Linked DNA regions of Mus musculus: region 1 is linked to region 2. Evidence: chromatin contacts called from public promoter capture Hi-C data. All regions are on one chromosome and are shown on one strand. The core of a region is the stretch at or near the end of the contact, and the rest is flanking DNA. Distances in the headings are between cores, read along the strand shown. Region 1 holds the start of Ccl1 (chemokine (C-C motif) ligand 1). Region 2 holds the start of Spaca3 (sperm acrosome associated 3).

Evidence for each region. Promoter capture Hi-C pulls out the DNA fragments that hold promoters and counts their contacts.
Region 1: a promoter capture Hi-C map of stem cell-derived epiblast-like cells shows a contact between it and region 2, with 6 times the contacts expected there. The contact joins the promoter of Ccl1 here to the promoter of Spaca3 in region 2. A contact is called at or near these places in 6 of 39 promoter capture datasets (the 3T3-L1 cell line, hippocampal neurons, liver and 2 more) and 1 of 115 datasets of contacts at active chromatin or transcription factors (embryonic stem cells).

What each region holds. Positions count from the first base shown.
Region 1 is chr11:82,176,846-82,181,990 of GRCm38.p6, reverse strand. It overlaps Ccl1 (chemokine (C-C motif) ligand 1), which reads left to right and starts at 2,179. Exons shown (of 3, transcript NM_011329.3): 1 at 2,179-2,322; 2 at 3,858-3,972; 3 at 5,080-5,145. The coding sequence starts at 2,247.
Region 2 is chr11:80,855,505-80,860,656 of GRCm38.p6, reverse strand. It overlaps Spaca3 (sperm acrosome associated 3), which reads right to left and starts at 2,268. Exons shown (of 5, transcript NM_029367.1): 1 at 2,136-2,268. It overlaps 4930507D10Rik (RIKEN cDNA 4930507D10 gene), which reads left to right and starts at 2,357. Exons shown (of 3, transcript NR_110449.1): 1 at 2,357-2,529.

The sequences.
Region 1 (5,145 bases), core at 930-3,429, 1.3 Mb before region 2:
ACACATCAGCCTCCAAAGACAAGGACATAGAGAGGCAGCAATGGGGTAGTAATTTTAATGACTTTGTGGGTGGCAGGAAGCAGTAGGGGTCTGACTGGCATGGGTCCAGCTGTGTAAAGATCATGAGCTGATCTTATTCTTAGATACCCAGGGCTCGAGTCTCTGCCTCCTATGCCACCCCCATTCTCAATATAGCATCAAGCCCAAGACTTCCCTCCTCGTGAAAGTCACCCTCCCACCCTCCATACTGTGGAGATTTTATCTCTTGGTGCTTTGACAATTGCCTGGAGTTTTCTCCTCACAAGTACAGGCACTTGAGTTTTGATTCTGACTCTGAAATGGAGCCAAGATATTCCCAGTTTCGACAAAGCTCCCTCAGGAGTGCCAAGAGTCATCACTGCCAAAGGTCTTGAAAAGCTCATTCAGCTCAGACATGCCACGGTAGCACGGAGCGAGCCTCAGTGGAGAGATGCGGGAAGACAAGGACTTCCGATTGCCATCCAGGCACAGGGGCTTAAAGGAGGCTGAGATTTGCCCGCAGGGGTTGGCAAATGACTTTTATTGGAGGAAGGGTGTTTGAAATGAGCAGATTGGGCACAGAGGGAGTTGGCTGGGAAGGTGGTCAGGTCGATGTTACAGTAAGGATGAGATGGTGGATATAGGAGAGCAAAATGGATGACTGAAGCTTGACTATTTGGGAAGAGTTCTAACTATCTAGTAGTTACACTCAGTTGGCAACAAACACTGAAGGTTTTTCAGTTGCACAGGCTAAGGTCAACATAGGTTAGCATAGCCAACCCACTGTGTATAGGCCCCATGATGCCAATGCCAGAAAGCTTAGCTGCTTTTTCTTGAGGGCCTCCTATGAGCTGCTTATCCCAAGTACTGCCCACTGCATATACTGTTTTTATCTGGCTGCACAACCCCATCTGCATCTACATCCCATGCTCTAGCTTTCTCCATGATGCTGAGTGAAGGGTGTTCCTCTGTACTTGGCTTTTCCAGACTCCTTCCCCTGCCTGACGTGCTGTCTTCACAGCAGCCTGCAGGACATGGTACTTATAGAACACTGTCTGGAAAGGGTCCTCTGAAGTCCCTGGGTGTCCCCAACATTCTCCTGTGCCCCCCACATGACAGATCTGTCTTGAATGAGCCGTTGTTGTGTTGGATGGCTCTCCATGGCTTGTCTATAGGTTGAAGCAAGATGGCTCAGGTCAGGCTTTGCCCCCATTGGCAATTGTCCCAAGGGTAACCAAGCAAGGGTCTGGATCAGAGTAAGCTGTGAAAGGGCTGGGGAACAAAGAAATAAAACTAATAGCAAATGTGTTGGCCAAACGTTAGACAGACAGGATCAACCTGTGGTATGTGTGTGTATGTGTGTGTGTGTGTGTGTGTACATGTATGTAGGTGTGCATACATGTGTCTATGTGCATGTGAACGACTTTGCTTTTTGAGATAAGTTCTCTCCCTGGCCTGGAGGTCTCCAACTAGGCTCAGCGGGCAAACCAGGCAGCTCCAGGGATCAGCCGGTCAGCCTCTCCAGCTCTGGGGTTACAAGATCATTCCACTACCCCTGCTCTGTATGCGGGTTCTGGGAATCAAACTCTGGTCCTCACACTTGTGTAGCAGGTACTTTGCTGACTGAGCCATCTCCCCAGCTCTGCATTTCATTCTTACCACCCGGATTTGAGATGTGTTACTAGTTCCATTTTGTAGGGATGTGCAGCTTAGAGAAGTTTGTGCAATGGCTGATTGGCAGAGCCAGAACCCAGACACAAGCTCCATTTGATGCAGATTGTACCTTCTCTGCTCTGTCCTTCTCCAAGGCCTGTAGCTGCTTTGAATGGAATGATGTGGGTTAGACAAGCTGTGTACGGGCCACTTCCTCTCTCTCTCTCACCTTTTTTGACTTTCCACTCAGCCAGGACAGCTCCCACGTATTTTGTCAAGAACGTAAAGATTGGTATCTGCTTCTGCACTTGGGGAAGTTCCCAAGGCCACTAGGCACCCAAACATACCTCGAATACGCCCCCCTCCTCCCAGGAGAGGTGAGAAAAGGAGTTTTCCATGTGGCCATTGGGTATGAGTTCCTTTTCCCTGGGACTCCCACCTCTTCTCCATGGTCTGGGAAAGCACCCCGGGCCTTCTGATAAAAGCTCAGTACAGGGTGAGGCAGGAGAGAGTTCTTGGCTCCACCAGACATTCGGCGGTTGCTCTAGAGAGGCTTGAGACAGAAACTTATCACCATGAAACCCACTGCCATGGCACTGATGTGCCTGCTGCTGGCTGCCGTGTGGATACAGGATGTTGACAGCAAGAGCAGTGAGTAATGGGGTCCTAGTGCTTGGGCCCAGGGAGGGGAGATGTATAGGCAGGCACTCTGGGCTGGGAACAGAGCTTACCTAGACATCATTGGCTTCATTTCTGTCCCTATCTGGAGATGAATGGCGGGCAGTAATGGGATAGGGACGCTGGGCGTGGAGGAAGGTTATGGACTGGGAGCACACATCTACTTCGTGGTGGGGAGCTCAGACCTGAAACCCATTCCTCTGATTCTTTTGCTAATCCTAGAACTAGGTGGCTGCAGAGACAGACCTGGGCCAGCATCCTCTTGATGGGGTTCCAAGACTGGCCCTGTTCTGGGAGGAGCTTCTCCTTCTCCTTCTCCTTCTCCTTCTCCTTCTCCTTCTCCTTCTCCTTCTCCTTCTCCTTCTCCTTCTCCTTCTCCTTCTCCTTCTCCTCCTTTCTCCCTTCTCCTTTCTCTTCCTCCTCATCCTCCTTTCTCCCTTCTCCCTTCTCCCTTCTCCTTTCTCCTTTCTCCTTTCTCCTTTCTCCTCCTCCTCCTCCTCCTCCTCCTCTTCATCCTCCTCCTTCTAGATGAAGTGGCTTTAGTGTGTGGAAGATAATTTTGATCCTCACCCTACAGACAACTGGAAGGGCCTATGGGGTTGTTTAAAACAAATTAGGATCCCTGAAGTCCAGAGGAGGGACTAAGACTGATTTCCAGTGTGACAGATGACAGGCAGGGGCTGAAGGAAGGACCACAGGAGTGAACAGCCAGATAACTATTATATCTCTTAAAGATGTTTTCTGTATGGATAAACTGGAATCCATGTTCTAGATTGTTCGGAAAATACCAACCTGAGGTCAGGGGACCTGCAAGTTTCTGTGAACAGCGAGACAGGAAGGATCCAGGGTTAGAACACAGGGATGTTGAAGGTGGGATGTGGGAGGAGAGCGTACAAATCAGCAGACTGGGGGTTACTGGTCCCTGAAAGAGGGGAGGGCCAAGGATGGGAATGTGGAAGATTGTGTGGGCGAGTGGACCAGCCACTTTTTGGGAATACCCCCTTTTCCTTCTGAGCCCTTGTGGAGTTCCTCACCCAGCCCCATGTCTGTGAACCAAGAACTACAATGTCCTGCATGCGATGGGATAACAGGTCCTCTAGGATGTGAGGCCAGAGCCCCGAGCTTAAGTACTAGCACAGTACACAGAGCCACGCACTTGTGCTGGGAGACTGGGACTGAAGGGGTTTGTATATGTGGTAGGAAGAGTCTCACCGTATGTGCAGGAGTGTGTGCTGAGCCATGGCTCAGGCAGGCTTGTGGTTTCTGTCCCCACCACCTGCTGGTTTGTAGGGTGCTCACATCTGACGCCCCTCCCCAGTCTTATGATTGTTGTCTCCATCCTAGAAATGTGTTGCTGCTGAGACAGAGCTGCACTGCAGCCCTCGGGATGTGGTCTCCATGCTTGAGTCTGTCCTAGGAAGGACTTGGCTGGTTTTGCTTTTTAATTCTGTTGTGGGTGAGAGGCTATGGTTGCTAATGAATGGTCTTTTTTTGTGCTTTTCTTCTAGTGCTTACGGTCTCCAATAGCTGCTGCTTGAACACCTTGAAGAAAGAGCTTCCCCTGAAGTTTATCCAGTGTTACAGAAAGATGGGCTCCTCCTGTCCTGATCCCCCAGCTGTGGTGTGAGTGAGCCACTAGCCAGGGGAGAGATAATATTGACGGAATTGAGAATAGTACACACTAGATGGCGCTGTTCCACAAGAAAAGGGAGTCTAAACCCAACCAGGCAATCTAAGGTGTAGAGTGACACTAGGGGGCGTGGGGCTTCCCAGGAAGGGGGGGGGGGTCCTGATTTATTTGCTTGAACCCCAAAGTGCCTATGATTAGATCCCAAGCTATATAGCCAGGAAGAAATGTTTAATAAAAGCACAACAGACAAGGCTGGAGCGTTGGCTCAGTGGGTAGTTTGGCTGCTCAAACACGGTGATTTGAGTTCATATTCCCAGCAGGATGGTGTGAGTTTGTAACCCCAGTGCTAGATGAGGCAGAGGCAGGCATAGCCTGTGTGCTTGCTGGCCCTAACAAAGTTCTGTGGGAGATCTTACCTCGAAATGTAGGACAAACAATCCACTAAGGAAGATTTCATAACCACCGACCCCTGGCCACCACACATGTCTATATACCATGAAACACACACACACACACACACACACACACACACACACACACACACACACACACTATACAAACACACACACCACATATACATATCACACACACCACACAAACACACACCACCCACTACACAAACACACATACCACACCCCCCACATACATCCCCACATACACCCCCTATATCACAGAAACACACATACCACACTAACACACACACATACCCCACACATCTCAGACCCTACAAACACACACACACACACACACACACACACACACACACACACACACAGTAGGCCCCAGGCAGACACACAAATATTCAAACCTGGAGCAAGGAGTTGTTCTAGGATTGGGACGTTTCGTCCTAGCTACACATCAGACTGTCCGCCAGCTCCTGTGCTCTGTACCACAAAGGGAATTCTAGTCTCCACGGTAGGCTTCAGGGGTCCCCATTAATAAGCTTCCAATGTAACACAGGCACGCCAGCTTCAGATCTTGTAAAATTTCTTCATTTACAGAGTCAGGAGTTCAGGGGTCCCTGGTCTCACAGAAGCAGAGAAGACTGTTACAGATTCCAGTGAGTGACCAAGGTCCTTGTCCGTGTCTTCTGTTCACAGATTCAGGCTGAACAAAGGTAGAGAAAGCTGCGCCTCAACTAACAAAACGTGGGTTCAAAATCACCT
Region 2 (5,152 bases), core at 1,019-3,518:
ACGCTGTCCAGCACACCTTCTCTCCCTGCATCCACAGACCTCATCTCTATCTGCTCCTCCTCACTCCAGGCAAACACTCAGGCTGAGAGCCCCTACTTCTAGAATATCTTTCCTTGTTTCTTATCCTTGTCTGTACTGATCTCCCTTTTCTGATCTTCTCATCCAAATTTCTGAGAGGGATTCACCACTGCTTCCCTGTTCCTTCATCTTGTCTTTTCTTCTTGTTTTGTTTCAGTTTTTTGTTTGTTTTTTCTTTTCTTTTCTTTTCTTTTCTTTTCTTTTCTCTTTCCTAGTTTTGGAGATCAAATCCCAGGTCTTTCACAGGCTGACGAAGAGCTCCACCACTGGCCTATACCACTGATCCCTTGGTCCCTGTGTCCATTCTGTTTTGAGACAAGATCTTGCCAATTGCCCGAGCTGACTTAATAATCTTCCAGTCTTGGCTCCATGAGTTGCTGGAATTACAGGTGTGCACCACTATACCTGGCTCTCCCTTGTTTGCTAATCTGGAGTCACAAGTTTCCCCACCACCCACCTGAGACCTCTGGTGATGGACCTTGGGGACATTCCTACTGCCAGTCACATCCCTGTTGAAATCAGGGTTTTGCTGGTTCCCACAGTACCCCCTTCATCCAGGCTCCCTCCTCCCTGACTATTTTTCCTGCATTGCATAACCCAATTCTGACCCAGTCTTAAATGTTGAGATGTTTTCCAGTTTCTACCCTAAACCCTCCTCTTCCACATCAGGAAGGCCTAGGATGCCCCTGCTGTTAACAGCAAATGCAAGGTAATGGCCTCTTGTAGCATTTTTTTTTCCTGAAAAAGAGCCCCGAACACCTCTTGTCAGTTCCTACCCCACAGTCACCTCAAACTAAACTCATCTAAGAGATAATGTTCCCACCAAACTCCGCCCTTCTTGGTTCTGGCTTCCCTGCACATCCTAGAGCACCTGCTTACTCAAAGATGATAGGAATACAGATGCTGTCCTTGACTTCTCCAGCCTACACCCTCCATCCACCGGGAGTCAGTTAATGTCAAGGGCCTGTTGATCCCTCCCTCCAAGAGCACAATCTTTCCTTAAGTTCAAACCACCACCACGCCTTCCCTGTGTTTAGTCTTGACCTCTTACAAACTCCCCTGCCTCCATCTATCACATGCACCAGAATGAATTGACATGTAAGACCTGGTCCTGTAAAGCCAGCTTGTCTCTCACTTATACCGTCTGTTCTGGGACACTACATTGGTCACTCTTCTGGAGATGCCTACTGTGTAGCAATTTAGCTCCCTTCCCTCTGCACAGACAGCTCCAATTGATGCCTCAAGGATCATCCAAGGTGAGTCCCCGGTGAGGCTTTCCTGGCAGGGACCATCTCTCCAGACAGGTAGAGTAACTTTGTCTCTTTACTGGATTATAATATATATCAGCCCCCTGCCCCCAGCCAAGGTGACCTTCCACAGAACAGTGGCCTGGTCCTATTTATCTTCATATCTTGAAAGGCAAACAGAGACGCTGGTGTAGAGAGGTTGTTCAGTGGATGCTTCTTAAACTCAAGTACACTGAAGTCATGGCCACAGAGTGTGAGCCCTTCTCAAAGTACCAGGAGTGAGATAATTGTTACCTTTGCTGAGTCCTTCAACGCTGTAGGACTAGGCGCTTTGTGAGTGTTTCCTAACTTAAGCTCATCTAATCCTCTTAACCATTCAAAGAGCTGGGATTAATATACTCAATGTATAGATGAGGAAACCAAGTTCACTGCTACCCAGTGAGTGTTTGTGATATTATGGTATTTTTCAGAGTAAAGCAACTTAAAGATAACTTTATCCGGAGCAGTTCACAGCAGGTCCAAAGGTTTAAGGAAATGGATCTGGTGGTAACTCAGAGACCACAGACCTGCCAGCAAATGCTCTTATTCATATTTATTCTCTCTGTCCCCCTCCCTCTTCCCCCTTCTCTCTCCCTCTATTCCTCTCCCTCTCTCTCCCTCCCTCCCTTCCTCCCTCCCTCTCTTCCCCACTCCAGAACAAGATTCACCCCTCCCTCCATCTCTGATCACTACTTTGCTATTCCCTGGCCCCTCTAGCTAACAGCACCAGGACTCGGAGAGAGGGTCTCACAGATCAGGAGTCCTCCCTACCAGAGCTGAACCGGTGGGGGACGATGACAGCGGTGGCTGTGGCTCCAAGTCCTGATGCGGTTCAGGACACCCTTTGTAATCGTGCCAGTGTCCCAGCACGAGGCATTGAGAGAACACGGGAGAAATCAGACACGACTTCAGGTTGACCTCAGCCCTTCTAGAACTCCCTGGCCCTGTGAGCTCATCGTCCAGAACCAGCTCTCACTCACGGAACTTCGTCAAGATCACCTGTGCCCTTCAGTCATAAGATGCAGGGGCATTTTAGAGGCATCTATTTCTCCATTTCTTATTTGTTTTTTTTTTTTTTTTCAGAATCTTAGGTAGTTCAGCCTGACCTCAAATCACTATCTATCCGAGGACAACTTGAGACGTCTGATCCTCCCTCCCTCCCAAGGTGACCTATTACAGGAATGTGCCACCATGACAGATTTATGCTGTGCTGGGGAAAGAGGCTCAGAACTTCATGCATGGTGGGTAAACACTATACCAACTGTGCTATACCACCCCAGCCCGTGTCAAAGGTATCCAATCCCAGCCCTTCCTGGCCACCTCTGCTTACACACACACACACACACACACACACATACGCACAGTCCACCACCACCACCACAACCACCACACACAACACACATACATACCACATCACATACACACCACACACTATACATACACCACACATACCACAACACACACTGTACACACACATACACACCACAACACATACCACACCACAGCCACACACACACACACCCATCTCACACACTCACATGCATTCATACACACACATACCACATACTATATACATACCATACACACCACATCACACACCATACACACACACCACATACATTCACAAACAAAAACTTGTCTTACACATATCTGTCTCATACACCCACATGCACACACACACACACACACACACACACACACACACATACACACACACATACACACATACAGTATTTCAAAGAATGATTCTGCCCTCCCAACAGACATAGCTTCCCAAATACAACTGTATGAACCCACTGCTTCCTGCCAACTCATTCTCACCCACTGAGCTCTCTTTTTTTAAAAAAAAAATTCTTCCTTAATACTGAGCCACAGACCAACTCTCTCCTCTGTCTAGATGACAACTGCTCAATGTACATAGAGCCAGGGCCAACGTTACACTATTGTCCCTAAAGCCTGAGAGTAGATTGTGATACCCGTGTGCCCAGTGGAGCACCTGCCTGCATGGCATTATTAACCCTGCTCTATAGCACAGAGCCTTGGTCCTGAGCTCACTCCCACATGGGCAACAGTGCCTACCAGAGAAAAGAGCTTAAGCCTTCTCTTTCCTCAGTTCCCAAGTGGAGGTGATAATCCTTGCCTTACACGGAAGGTATTACATGAAATTTTACTGTTTATAAAGGGCTTAGGACTTGGGGGCTGGTAGCTCAGTAGATCGTAGCAATCACTATGAAAACACAGGGAAATCACAAGTGTTTAGCTGTTCCAAGGTTATCTTATCTTCCTGGCCCAACCCAGACTAACTCTGTTAGCATTGAACTTTCCACACCACCACCACCATGTTTCTTCCTTTTTTTAAAATTATGTGTGTGAATATTTGACCTGCATATATGTCTGTACCCCACATTTGTGAAGTGCCCACAAAGGCCAGAAGGTGTTAGATGTCCTGGAACTGGAGTTCCAGATGACTGGGGGGTGCCATGGCAGTGCTGGGAGTGAAACCCTGGTCCTCTGGGTAGAGCAGCCAATGATCTTACCACTGAGCCATTTCCCCAGTCCCACCAGTGTTTTGTTTTTAAATGACTGGGAGATGCATAGATATACACACAGATGTATATCTCAGAATAAATACAGTAGCTAAGTAGCAATGACAACTTTAGCTTGGTTTTTAAATACTTTTTATTTTTTGAAGGTAAAATGTAATTATGTCCTTTTCCTCTTGCCTTTCCCCCCTCCCCCATGTACCCCCTTTTGCCCGCTCTCAAATTCATGGCCACTTTTTATTTAACTGTTTATATTATAGTTGTAGATATATAAATGCAACCTGCTCAGTCCACAAGTCAAGTTTTTAAAAGGCCATGAGAATACTTAAAGTCGGAAATCTGTCCCCTCACGATTGTAAATGCACAATACATTACCAGCGCCTCTGTATAGTACAGATTTGCACAGTCAATTCGTCTTGCTTGACTGAATTCTAATGCCTGTTACCTGGTAACTCCCAGATTACCCCTCCCTCAGGCCCGTTCCACTCTTGGACTCTCTGAATCGGATTCCTCTAGGTGTCTCGAGCACGTGAACTGACTTATCTCCATTAACATAGTATTCTCCAGGCCTGTCACTGTGTGTTCTCAGTTTTCCCCATCATCAATGTTTGTTGTATTTGATACAACTCAACCTGATATGTAAGAGGTTTCACCAAGATTTTTTATATTGCACTTCCCTGCTAACTAGTGACAATGAGCTTTTTTTTTTTTTTCCTCTTTTTCTTTTTCGAGACAGGGTTTCGCTGTGTAACCCTGGCTGTCCTGGAACTCACTCTGTAGACCAGGCTGGCCTTGAACTCAGAAATCCACCTGCCTCAGCCTACCAAGTGCTGGGATTAAAGGCATGCACCACTACTGCCTGGCAAGATTTTTTTTTTTCAGATAGCTGTTCACAGAAATGTCTAGTTGGACAAGTATATTTTAAATGCTCACCAGGTGATTCTACTAGGCATCCAAGTTTGAACATTTATTCAGCAGAAGGAGCTCTGAACTTAAGCTCAAAAACCTAGAGCCTAGGGCTAGGGAAATGGTTCAGTGGTTTAAAGTGCCTGCCCCTAAGCGTGTGGATCTGAGTTCAAGCTCCCAGAACTAACATTAAAGCTGACCATGTAACACAGGCATCTATGGCCCCAGCACAAGCACGGCATCTATAACCCTGCACTCTTTCAGACTGATGGGAACTAGAACCAGAGAATACCCAGCTACTCAAAGGCCATCTAGTCTGCAGCAAATGGTGGGAATCAG